Regions from separate parts of the Macaca mulatta genome. Here region 1 is linked to region 2. The links are chromatin contacts, called in public Hi-C maps. All regions are on one chromosome and are shown on one strand. The core of a region is the stretch at or near the end of the contact, and the rest is flanking DNA. Distances in the headings are between cores, read along the strand shown.

The links. A called contact is a pair of places that touch in the nucleus more often than the background predicts.
Region 1: a contact with region 2 is called in a Hi-C map of fetal cortical plate, with 2.7 times the contacts expected there. The contact joins the promoter of SEC62 here to the promoter of MYNN in region 2. A contact is called at or near these places in 3 of 14 Hi-C or Micro-C datasets (fetal cortex germinal zone, fetal cortical plate and liver).

What each region holds. Positions count from the first base shown.
Region 1 is chr2:81,685,037-81,691,196 of T2T-MMU8v2.0, reverse strand. It overlaps SEC62 (SEC62 homolog, preprotein translocation factor), which reads right to left and starts at 4,163. Exons shown (of 8, transcript NM_001195502.1): 1 at 4,112-4,163. The coding sequence starts at 4,147. It overlaps LOC106997009 (a long non-coding RNA gene), which reads left to right and starts at 4,180. Exons shown (of 2, transcript XR_001443111.3): 1 at 4,180-4,992.
Region 2 is chr2:81,488,087-81,494,249 of T2T-MMU8v2.0, reverse strand. MYNN (myoneurin) reads right to left here and starts at 3,317. Exons shown (of 8, transcript XM_077991653.1): 1 at 3,253-3,317; 2 at 2,281-2,447. It overlaps TRNAV-AAC (transfer RNA valine (anticodon AAC)), which reads right to left and starts at 4,450; the gene lies at 4,378-4,450. It overlaps ACTRT3 (actin related protein T3), which reads left to right and starts at 5,300. Exons shown (of 2, transcript XM_001093250.5): 1 at 5,300-5,914. The coding sequence starts at 5,526.

The sequences.
Region 1 (6,160 bases), core at 2,914-5,413, 200 kb before region 2:
CCAAAATTATTTAAATTGGAAGTTTGGTTAGAACACTCTTATAAAATTCTTTAATAAATACTATGTTTTACTTTAAAATACAGCAACACTAAAATACTATGATAAAATAGAGTTTGCCATTTCTAAGTTATTTTAGTCAATATTTAACCTTTTTGAGAAAAAAATAATAGATCAAGAGTAAATATGCCACGGGCATCAATCTTACAGAATTTGTGATACAGAGGAACTTTTAAAAATTACTACACCCAGGCCGGGCGCGGTGGCTCAAGCCTGTAATCCCAGCACTTTGGGAAGCCGAGACGGGTGGATCACGAGGTCAGGAGATCGAGACTATCCTGGTGAACACGGTAAACCCCGTCTCTACTAAAAAAATACAAAAAAACTAGCCAGGAAGGTGGCGGGCGCCTGTAGTCCCAGCAACTCGGGAGGCTGAGGCAGGAGAATGGCATAAACCCGGGAGGTGGAGCTTGCAGTGAGCCGAGATCCGGCCACTGCACTCCAGCCTGGGTGACACAGTGAGATTCCGTCTCAAAAAAAAAAAAAAAAAAAAATTACTACATCTAATAAAAATTAGCTTAGCTGATCTGTCAACCATGAACTGAGCAAAAAAGAAAAATGCTTGGTTCAAGCAGCATAAAATATTTGTGAAAAATGCAAATAGTAGTTTAACAATAAAATCTGAAAGCTGGAGGGGACCTTAATCTTTAGTAACACAGTGTGCTATACAAATAAAGCTGTACAAGAGTATCTAGACAACAGCAGTACCCTTCTGTAATAGCTCCAACTCCCTTCTATTGTATTCTTTCCTTAGCAATGGGTTTGCTAAACTGCAAAACCCTCCATTAAGTCTTTGGGGGGAGTTTTCTGATTTAGGACTGGCTTCCTGAGTTCCTTCTCTTCAGAATATTCGGAGTCAGACATCAGACCTGTATAGCTGGCTATATAGTCCTAAATTTTCTCTTTTCTTCCCTGTCCTGAAATTAAGCACATAAGCCCATAATATGTCAAGGTTTTATTGCTTGCCAGGAAGACAGATGGGTGCAACAAAAATAACTAATGGAGGGTTATAAAAGTTCTAAGAATTAGCCATTTAAATGTCTCAAAACTCAACTGGATATTTTACATATAAGCAGAATACTGAATGGGACGATTCTCTTTAGCAAGGACAAGTCATGTTAAGTCTTCACGTTGTACAGTTCAATAATAAAGAAGTCAGGATTAAATTATTTCAGAGCAACTTTTTTTTATCTATTGTGACACAGAAAGAGTATTCAGTTGGGAATCAGAAGACCTGGTCTAAATCTGGTTTTACTATCTTGATTGATGATCCTGGATTAAGTCACAAAACCTCACTGGACCTCAGTTTATCTGAAAAACGAGGGTGTTGGGTAAGATCAGTAAGCTGTAGGATCACCACTCTGCTTTCATGTAAGACTGAATTCATGAAAAAGGCTTCCCAACAAATCCTACTAGATCCTTTTAAACTCTAAAATTTCTTGATACCAGGATTGTAAATCAACTACTGGTATGCAGCAGCACATTGTTCATCTATATGTAGTTACTGTATGAGTACATGTAGCTCACTTCTGGTTTTCAGTGACCAGTAATGTGAGTCCAAGAAGGAAATGTGACAACAGTCCTCTTGCTAGAAACTTCAGTGGGACACGAGAATCTGAAATTACACTGAATTACACAGAAAAAGCAAATTAGCTACCTTTTTTTTTTTTTAACCCCGAACTTATCTGTTTGTATCAAACATTTCTCCCCAATGTGCAAATTACAATTAAAGATCACTGAATCACTAAACGTAAACATCTTTCTGAACATAAAACGCCAAGCAACAAATGACAGAAACTCAGCTGGTATTACAGACTTTTTTGCCTAAAAATTCCACAACAGGATCTTTTTTGTAAGTTAAACTCTAAACTTTTCATTACACTTGATCTTTTTATCACAAGTGATTACAGAGCTTCTGATGATCTGGAATGATAAAACTGAGGTATTTTCTAGGCTAGTATATTTTGACAAGTGTGTTAGGCTGCATAAAAGTAGTACTCTAAGATCTCTCACAAACATTTTACACAGCCATGTAGAAAATTTCAAGGACAGAAAAATAAATGTCACTTAATTTTGTGTATGCCAAGTAGGTTTTTAATAATTGATCCTCAAATAATAGAAAGTAAATAGCTATACTCTACATAACTCCCAACATAACAGTTTATTTACTGAATAGGGGGTTGCTAATCTTTCTTCAGTATATCAAAGAGTACTTAACAAAAAACAAAATAACAATCCAATCTAAATCCTTCATCCTGGGTAAGGAGTAGAATAGAAGGAAGGGGTTATGTGCCAAATACTTTTAATAACTTTTAATAAATAAGTTGACTCACCTATTATTTTCACAGCAACCTTAAAGTTTTTCTTTTTTGAGGTAAATATCCCTTCTTGCACATGCAGAAAGTGAGGTAAAAATTAACTTGCTCAAAGTTACTCAGCCAATAATTGGTGGAGCTGGGGTACAAACAGGCAGTCTGGCTCAAGTTTGAGCTCTCTGCCACTGTCACATTACTCCACAGCCTCTGTTTAATATAAGATCACAACTAAAATAAGAGCAGCTATTCAAAAGGTGAATTATATAACCCTTACAACAATATTAAAAAGCAACTGGAATTGTAAAACAATGTGTATTGAAGGGCATAAAATTGTACTGTCAAGAGTAAATCTAAGAAGTTCTGTAAGTACAAATCTGACAGATAATTTCAATACACAATCTAATAAAATATTGTATGCCCACGTCAGAGGAATAACACTAACTCTTGAAAGATTAAGAACAGTATAATTAGAAACTTCTACTGATCTTAAGACCTAGTCTGATCTGTCTGAACTTGAAATCTGCCTCTTTCTAATTCCCTTCCGTACCCTGTTCAGAACTACTTTATTTCTGCCAAATTCCAAAATTCCAAATTTATTGATCATGTGTGTCTTTTTCACAGCATTTAAAAAGTTTCCAGAAGAATTTTAACTTGTATAGCTCAAAACACCTGTAGTGTAGGCCAATAAATGGATACTTGGAAAAAAAAAAAAGACGGGGTAAAATGGAAGAAAGAAAAAATCATTCTAAGCAATGAAATAGTAAGGAACAGAAAGGCAATGATGAGTGTAACAATTTATGATTATAGTAACAATTTACTACATGTGATCAATTTATGAGGCCTTACGAAGGTTTCTCAGCACATCAGCTGATGAGACGACTAATAAATATCCTGAGTCCAAGATGTTCTACATAATTAATCCTCTTGGCAAAGAACAAGAACCAGGGAAAATCGCAAGGAAGAAATGCACAAATGACATGCATGTGGAGTGAGGCAGGGATGTTATGTAGGTTACTACGAAGATGACACACTGGCATGTGAAGGGTTTCTGGGCGCCACCAGCTCGTTGCAGCACCAACGAGGTTGTGGTTGTTTACACCACGTCGCCTGGAAAAAAGCCGGCAAGCTTCAAGTGGACTATTAAGTGAAGAATATTGAGGGGAAAGAAGGGCAACGCAACTGAACATCTGGATGAGCAGATCGCTGCCTAGGCCCCGAGGCAGCTGACCAAGTCCAGATCATTCTCCCTTACGGTCTATGCGCACAAAGGACCAGCTGCTTTAGGTCAGTCCGCCGCCTCCTGCTACCCCAATTACCGTGGCCTTAATTTCAGGACAGCTAAGGCCAGAGGATGGGGTGAAGGGAGGGGAGGAGCCCCGGGAAGGGTCAACGTCTGCGCCCCGGAGGAGGCTGACCTCCCAGGTCAGGCCCGGGACGGCGCGACCACAAGAACTCCGAGCCCACAGCCGCGCCCCCGCAGCCGGATTCCGAGCGCGGCGCCTCCCTCCTTACCCTGCTGCTCCACCACCACCTCTGTCTCTGTCTCCGCCGTCGCCAACACCGCCCCCCCACCGCCCCAGGCCCCTCACAACGACGCAACCTGCAGCCAGCTGCCTCGCGGCGGAACTCCACCCCACCCCACCTCGCCCTTGCTTTCGCTCGCCCTTTTAGGGGGCTTTCCCCGCTCCTTCCACTTTCCATCGTGCTGAAACCCCCTGCCCAGAGCTCGGCTTTGCTACCTGGATCCGCTTCTTGTGTCTCCTGCGTTCCGCCATGTTGGCCGCTCCGCCCGGTTCCCTCTGACGTGGAACGAGGAGGGGGCCTTGGAAACCTCGCGAGAGCGCGCCCCGAGGCCCGTTATGTAACCCGCCGGCTGGCGCCCCGGGAATGAGGAGGTCGGCCAGCCGGCTGGGCCTGCGGTCTTTGGTTGTGCCTTCTCTGCACTCTTCCCTCCGCTCCTGTTGTGCGGGAACTGGAGAATCGTTAGGACCTGGAGGAAGCAGAGAAGTGGATCAGAGAACAGGAGGGCTGGGAAGAGACCTGGTTTCTCAAACCTGACTGAGCATCTGAATCACCTGAGAAACTATTAAAATGCAGATTCCCCGACCCCACCCCCTCAGAGTCAGAGTCTGTGCTTTTAGGGTGCGGCCTTTCTCAGAGGGATCGACTGAGAATTACCGAATCCTAGAAGTCTTTACCTGAGGCAGTTCTTGCAGTGTACTGTATATTTCATGACATTCCAGGTAAAAGATGACACGACCGAGACCGTTGAGTGGCAGAAATATGAACTGACTTGTCTAAGGCTCCACAGGTGGTAGATGGCAGAGCCAAGACCTGAGCCAATTATCTTTTCCCCTGCGCTGTGCGGGGTAATACAGCTCGTTTAAAACAAGCTGGTGTCTCCATTCCGTTTTCCGCGTTGCTTCTCACAATTCACCGTTAGAATCCAGAAGTAAGAGAACCCAGGGAAGCGTAAGGAAGATGAAGAGGACAAAGATTCTAAGAAGGTGGGAAGGAAGAAGGCTGCAGTCTATTTCAGGTCTGGTGAATTTCGATCACTGTAGCCTTTATTGTTATTTTGGAGCCACTTAGATCAAAAGACAAGGAGCTTAAATTGCTGGTAAGTGCTTAGATAGAAATTCCCATGACTGACTTTATGGAAATCTTTAAAGCGTTTTTAATTGTAGAAAATGGGGAAAATTCAGAAAAGAAAGATGTTCTTTCTTTCTTGTCTTTTTTTTTTTTTTTTTTGAGACTGAGTCTCGCTCTATATTGCCCAAGCTGGAGTGCAGTGGCTCAATCTCGGCTCACTGCATCACCAAACTCCTCTTCTCAACTGATCTCCCTCTTCAGCCTCCTGAGTAGCTGGGACTACAGGCATGCACCACCACACCTGGCTAATTTTTCCTTTTTTTGTGGAGACGGAGTTTCCTTATGTTTACCAGGCCGGTCTTGAACTCCTGGGCTCAAACGATCCACCTGTCTCTGTCTCCTGAGTAACTGGAACTACAGGCGTGAGCCACTGTGACCGTTCAGTTTATTTTCTTATATTATTTATTCCGACTTTGTGTGTGCATGTGTGTTTGTATTTATATTTTTTCCTGTTTCCCAAATTGAGATAATATGCAATATGGCAGCTGCTTTTTTCATTTAATGTTAGGTCGTAAACGTTTATTATACCATTAAACATTTTTTCCAGGTTTCCCATATTATATATCTAACCTAAGAGCAATTAAATGTGTAAGTAAGGCAAATTGCAGCATCTTGATGCCTAATTTTTTAACAAAGTAAGATTGCTGAATTTTTTTTCTTTTGGACTATGCAGTTCTGGTCTCAAGGGAGTCATTTAATTCCTTTCTCCTCTATAATCTATAATTTGGGTGTGTGTATAGTCAGAGATGGGGTGAGAAAGAAGTAATTATTCTTGCCAATTAACCCAAAACATAATATAGAATATGAAATGTCTTTATTTCCTTCAATCCCTCTACCCACCTAGAATGATCAATCAGTTTTGTGCTGTTTTATGTGGAGAACACTGGACCATTTTATAGGAGACCTGGTCTATAAATGAAAATATTATTGCATTCAGTAGGTATTGAGTGCCTACTAGATAGATGTCAAATGTTAGGTTAGGACTATGGTGGGAAATAAAAATCCTTTATGGACAATGACTCACCCTCAAGTTACTGCCTTACTATTTTCTTCAGCAGAGCTTTAATTTAGTGTCCTCTTGTTCTCACTGTCATTCACTCCTTAAGACTACAACAATTTGGTTTCTACCTCCACCA
Region 2 (6,163 bases), core at 2,068-4,567:
ACATTGAAATGGTAATTCATACAAACTATTTCATAGACGGCTATAATCTCAGTCACAGTTAAGAGCACCAATCAACATTTACTTCTAACAGATTTGCTTTTGTTTACAAGTATTAGATAACATCTTGTGAACAGTCATTGAAGGTCATTTAATTACATATTGCCAGGTATATGCCAAAATGCTTTATAAGATTATCCTCAGGACATGCCTATGAAATCTATTATAATCCTCATTTTACATAGAAGTGAAAAATCAGAAGTCCAAAGAAATAAAGTAACTTGTCCAAGAGCACAGAATGTTAGAATGAAGATTTGACCAAGGTAATGTGGCCCCTGAGCCAACTAATTCTATTATTCTACCTGTTTTCTTAATCACTAAGTTGTAAGCCTTTCTATTTTGGTATAAATCCTCTCTTGCATTTCTAGCTGAACTCGAGGAATTAGCTCCCCAGTCCCCAGGAAAGATACGTACCAAAAGAGACTGAACAAAACACCTGGCTGTTCTTCACATTGGTTCTTTGCATGGAGTCTCAAAGAAAAGTGCTCTACTGTTTATTCAAATGAAGATTTTTTTTTTTGCATAGTTAATTGAGAAAGGGAAACTATTAAATTGAAGGCCAGTCAAAATTCACACGCTCTTTTCCCTTAATCAACTTACCAAGAACTCACTTGAAGATTTCATTATGCCAAAATTTAAAAATAATTCCAAAATAGCATGAAAGTTTACTTTTCTCTCCCTCCCCTCCCCACACTGGATACTTCTTGCACAAGAATGTTTCCTTGTCAAAAGGATTAATGAGCACCCTGATTCTAGATTTTTAAATAAGTATCTTTCCATGATAAGCTGCAATATAAAAGGGAGGGAAAGATTTTGCTTACTGTATACATGCACATCTCTACCGAGATCTGGAAAAGAATGAATTAATATATATCAAAAGGTTAACAGGGGTTATCAGTAGGTAGCAGAATTTCAGGTGTTTCATTTTTCTTTTTTCTAATTTTTCTCCAAGAAACATGGAATTAAAGGGGGAGGAGAGGGTAAAGAAGAAAAATAAAGAAATTAATGTTCACAGGGAAGTGAATAAGGATCAAGTAAAACCTTATTTAGCCTCAAGGTAGTTCTTACCATCTCATTTTGACAGATGGGGAAACTGAGGCCCAGAGAGATTGCATCATGCTCAAGGAGACATAGCAACTGACAGGAAAAATCTAATTCCAAAGCCTATAATCTTCCTATGTCAGAAGATTATGAACAGTCTACTCATGTTCCCACTTTCATAGGAGAGGCAGAAATAAGACAGGGGTAATTTAATCAGTTTCTCTTTGCTTTTATTCCCTCCACCTTTTCCCCTACAATCAGTAAATGTATTGATATTAATCTAATTATATGGTTCATTATATAGGGGAGACACACAGTGCCTGCAATATCAGATTCCTCAGAACCCACTTTTTGTTAATGCAGTGACAATAGTAAGCATCTTAGAGAAGCATTCTAGCATCTTTGACCTTACCTCAGTATTAGTACTGGTAGGTTAATAGAGATAACAGGAGTCAGAATGAGGGAGAGAGACCAGAGGAATACAAGGACCAAAAAGCAATGGGAAACTGGAAGTCACTTAGAATTTTTTGTGTTTGCAGCCTGGCCAACATGGTAAAACCCTGTCTCTACCAAAAAAAAAAAAAAAAAAAAAAACAAAAATTAGCCAGGTGTGGTAGTGCATGCCTGTAGTCCCAGCTACTAGGGAGGCTGAGGTGGGAGAATCGCTTGAACCTGGCAGGCAGAGGTTGCAGTGAGCAGAGATTGCGCCACTGCACTCCAGCTTGGGTGACAGTGAGTCCGTCTCAAAAATAAAATAAAATAAATTCATTGTGTTTAATGTTCAAGTTTACGGAAGTGAAATCACAGGCTCTATTTCAGTAGATGAACGTGTCAGAAATCTTACTGTTTATTATCTGTGGTTTCTGTGCTTATGAAATATTGCCTGCTCATCCTACATCAGTGATACTGATTTCTTTATAAAAACAAACATTGTATGCACAAAATAGTTGAAGAATTTGAGTTCAGAGAATGAAGGGAAAAAACACAAAGCTACTTTTGCTGTGAAGACTACTGACTAGTTTTTATAACTGGAAATAAAATGTGTACTTTACCTGTCAAGATTTAAAGTTCCTGTGTATATAAACTCCAACAGTTTCTGAAATCCATCAGCCTTCACCTGACTCTGATCAAGAAAGACATTATTCTCAGAAGTGCTTCTGTAGATCGCACCAAAATACTCACTAAAGGAGGCCAGCACATTCCTATGAGCTTTAAACTGGAATTCCCCAATCACTATGGTGCAGTCACAAAGAAAACCTGCTTCCCGCTGTTTGTTCAGTCTCTCTAAAAGGTGCTCACAGTGGTGCGAATACTGCATTTTGATATCAGAATGGAATTCTACCCTTGATCTAAAAGACAAAAAGAAATAGTAAATCAGTAACCGTAAGTTTCATCAACGTTCAGTGAGGGAAGGGACAGAGGCCATAACTTTAACAATTTTAGCCCCCCTTGAAAATCCTTATCAAATATATATGGTTAAGAATGAAGGGACGGGTGCCTTTCTATCTTTGGTTCCCTTGACCAACTAACACAATCCTTTGGACATATCACTAAGTGACGGTGAATGGCAACACTTCTACCACCTGAAAAAAGCACCGCAAAACTTGACGCCTTCACATCAGTTGAACCCTCAGATTTTCAAGCTCAGTGGACATACTTATGTTACAAAAAATTTTTTTAAGCCACTAAGACATGATCTCTTGGGACTAATAGGGGCAGAACAGTACGAGTTTTTAAAAACTGCTCTCAAGTTACCAAAACCTGTTAGTTTCCCCAGTGCGGTTTCTCCAAAACGCGAGGTGGCTGCCCATAGAGCCGGGAATGCGCCGGGCCACGGCTTGCTGTCAAAGGTTCTATCACTGGCGCCGAGGAGGCCACACCTTCTCCCTTCCCACTCTCTCTACGCCAGGCGGCATCCGAGAGTGACAACCAAAGCCAGTCCCTCCTCGGCTTCTGCCGCCCTGCCCTCTGCCCAGCTCCCACTCCCGCGAAATGCCACAGCAGAGGTTGTGGCCCAGGCCACCCCGGGGCTGCCTAACCCAAGCCTTCCACCTGCGCCCGGACCCGTGCGGGAACTCCAAGGAGCCTGCCCTCCGATGGCCGAGGTTCTGGAGAGACCGGGAATGGCGGGCCAGGGGTGAAGTAGGAACTCACCGATAGCAACCCAAGTGGGGGAACACAGTTTCTTCACTCTGTCTCCGCCATCTTGGGAGGACGTCACCGCGCCACGCTCCGCCTCTCCCTTCCTTCCACGGTGGCGTCATGTCCGGCTCTGTCATCCCGTGGCCGTGCGGGAGGCTCTGGGGCGGTGGGGATCCAGCGCTGGCCAGGACGGGACAGGATGGCCCACAGAGACCCACTCCCCAGCATGCCAGGGGTCCCTCGAAGCAGCAGGCGTCATGGATACGAGAGCTGAGGGCTCGCTAGCTCGCAGCGCTCCGCCTGTCTTCCTCATCGCGAGCATTCTGGTGTCGGCAGTCAGCGTCTGGCGCTCTGCCGGGGCTCTGCGCCGAGGCCCGGCAGCACTGCGCCGCGGGCCTCTCTCCTGAAGCCAGCTGCGCACTGGATACGGGGGCTTGTAGTTGCTTGTCTTCTCCCATCATCCTCCCCTTTCTCGGGGCCCCCACCGGTGGAAACTGCTGCATGTATACTCGGATCTCTGCCATGGGGGATTTTTTAGCTGAGACTCGGCACCCCTTTCCCGCTTACGAACCTGAAAACTCTTGGCACCCCCTGTTTTTTTTGTGCCCCAGCCAACTGTGGCTCAGCTTCCAAGATGCCCTTACCTGGTGACAGAAGTCTGGGATGCACGAAAGCGGAGCAGCTGGGCACAGTGGGCATGCGCAACATTAGAGGAAGGTGGGCTTTATACCGGAAAAGGTTTTCCTGCGTCTGGAGTAGAAGATTTTTAATACGATTATTTACATACACTTCAGACGAAAAACCAAGTGACATAATACAAAAACGCTCAGGAGGCGACAGGACTAACCACTTTTACACTTTGATCTTTCCTTCTAGGCTGTACAGTATTCTTTATGTATTAGCTGGTGAGTCAAATTCATTTTTTAAAACCCGGGGCACGTGTTCCACGTGGCAAGGCTTCCATAAAAACATTTGGTGAACGAATAAAGTAACATAAAAACTTACGGTTCAAACTCTCAAATTGCTATCAAGATCATGTCTTTTGAAAGACCGATATATATTAATCTCACGCTGACCTCAAAAAAAAAAAGTGATCTCACGCTTTCTTTCAAGCAAAGAAAAGAACGTCTGTCGAGCTGTTTCCGCCCGGTTTCGAACCGGGGACCTTTCGCGTGTTAGGCGAACGTGATAACCACTACACTACGGAAACCCCGCTGCATGGTTTTTGTTGTGGAGTCCTTGATATATATATGTGTCAATTCGCAATTCCAAGTGAAAAATCTATGCCCAATTGGTGGAGCGAAACCGTTTCAAAAGCTTGAATCTGCATGCACTTTCTTCCAAAGCGCCTGGGTACCGCGGTAGAAACCAGGCACTCCCGAGTTGCCCTTCCTTTGGGTGCACTTTTTTTTTTTTTGCCTCCTGGGAAAGAAGGTTTTATTATACATCCTTTCCGCAGGTTCAGCTGCTCAGACTCCGGGGCGAAGCAGGCAACTTTCGTTATTTAGCCGCGAAAAAGCCATCCTTTCAGCTGCTGGTGGAAGGACGTGTAAAATTACTTTTGAATTTCCTCCTTTTGCTTATGAAGACCAAGCAGAGGTTCTAAATTGACTGCTTATTTTAAAATTCTCTACAGGGTATGCAGAATCAGACACCAAGATGCGTTTATTGACAAGCAATGTACTTTTAAATTTTTCCAAACTTGAATTTCCTATGACCTGAGAAACTTCACTTTTCCTCCAAAAAGGCGGGCACGTCCTTCAGTCTAAAAATCAAGAGTAGGGAATGAGGCTTGCAGATTACACCAGAAGGATATAATTCGAATTAATATAATTCGAGGAACTACTATTTTAATTGCGTATATTTTGCTTGGAAATCACAGGAAGAAACACAACAAAGCATTGCCCAGTGTACAGAAAAAATAACAAACGTACTTAAAACTCATTTAAATTCTAGCATTTTTCTCCTTATTTTAGAAGTTTAACGTTTCAGAAGCAGACACTGCCTCCCTTCCTGCGACAACTTTCCCCTTTTAAGTCTCATTTTTCCCCAGTTTCAAGGGCGAATTCTAGAACTCCCCGGAACCGCCACCAGTTAAGCAGAATTCAGTGGCTTTGGAAAATAAAACTGCTTTTATAGCTCTTCTGGGTATTTGAGAAATGCACTTGTTAAGTGTTAGAGTTGAATCTTTTGATGGGAAAGTCGGGTTTTCCTGATACTAGGATTCCGGGATTCCAGGGGTTGGGGTGGCCCAGTTCCTGCGAGAAGCAATAGCGGGCGGTGACATGAGGAGCACAGTGCGTCCAGCGAGTCCTTGCGCCTGGGGGCCTCCCGAACCCCCGCCTGCGCCCCAGGACTCGAGCCTCACTGGGCCGTGCCGGGGCCTCTGTGACGCGGCGTTTCAGGCAGTCGGCCCCGGCAGAGCCCGCAGCCAGAGCGGCCCAGAGACAGGAGGCGGCGGCGGCAGCGGCGGCATGAACCACTGCCAGCTTCCGGTGGTGATCGACAACGGCTCGGGAGTGATCAAGGCGGGCCTGGCTGGGAGCAGGGAGCCCCAGTTTATCTACCCGAACATCATCGGCCGCGCCAAGGGCCAGAGCCGCGCGGCGCCGGGCGGGTTAGAACTCTGCGTGGGTGACCAAGCTCAGGACTGGAGGAGCTCGCTGTCCATCAGGTACCTCCTTCTCCCAGCAAGACTGGTGGGGCTGGGGAGGTTGTAGGGGAGTGGGGCTGGGGAGGTTGTGTGGGGTGGGGCTGGGGAGGCTGGGGAGGTGGGACTGGGGAGGTTGTGTGAGGTGGGACTGGGGAGGTTGTGGGGGGCGGGGCTGGGGGGTTGGGGGACGGGGCTGGGGAGGTTGCGGTGGGCGGGGCTGGGGAGGTTGAGGGGGCGGGGCTGGGGAGGTTGCGGGGGGCGGGGCTGGGG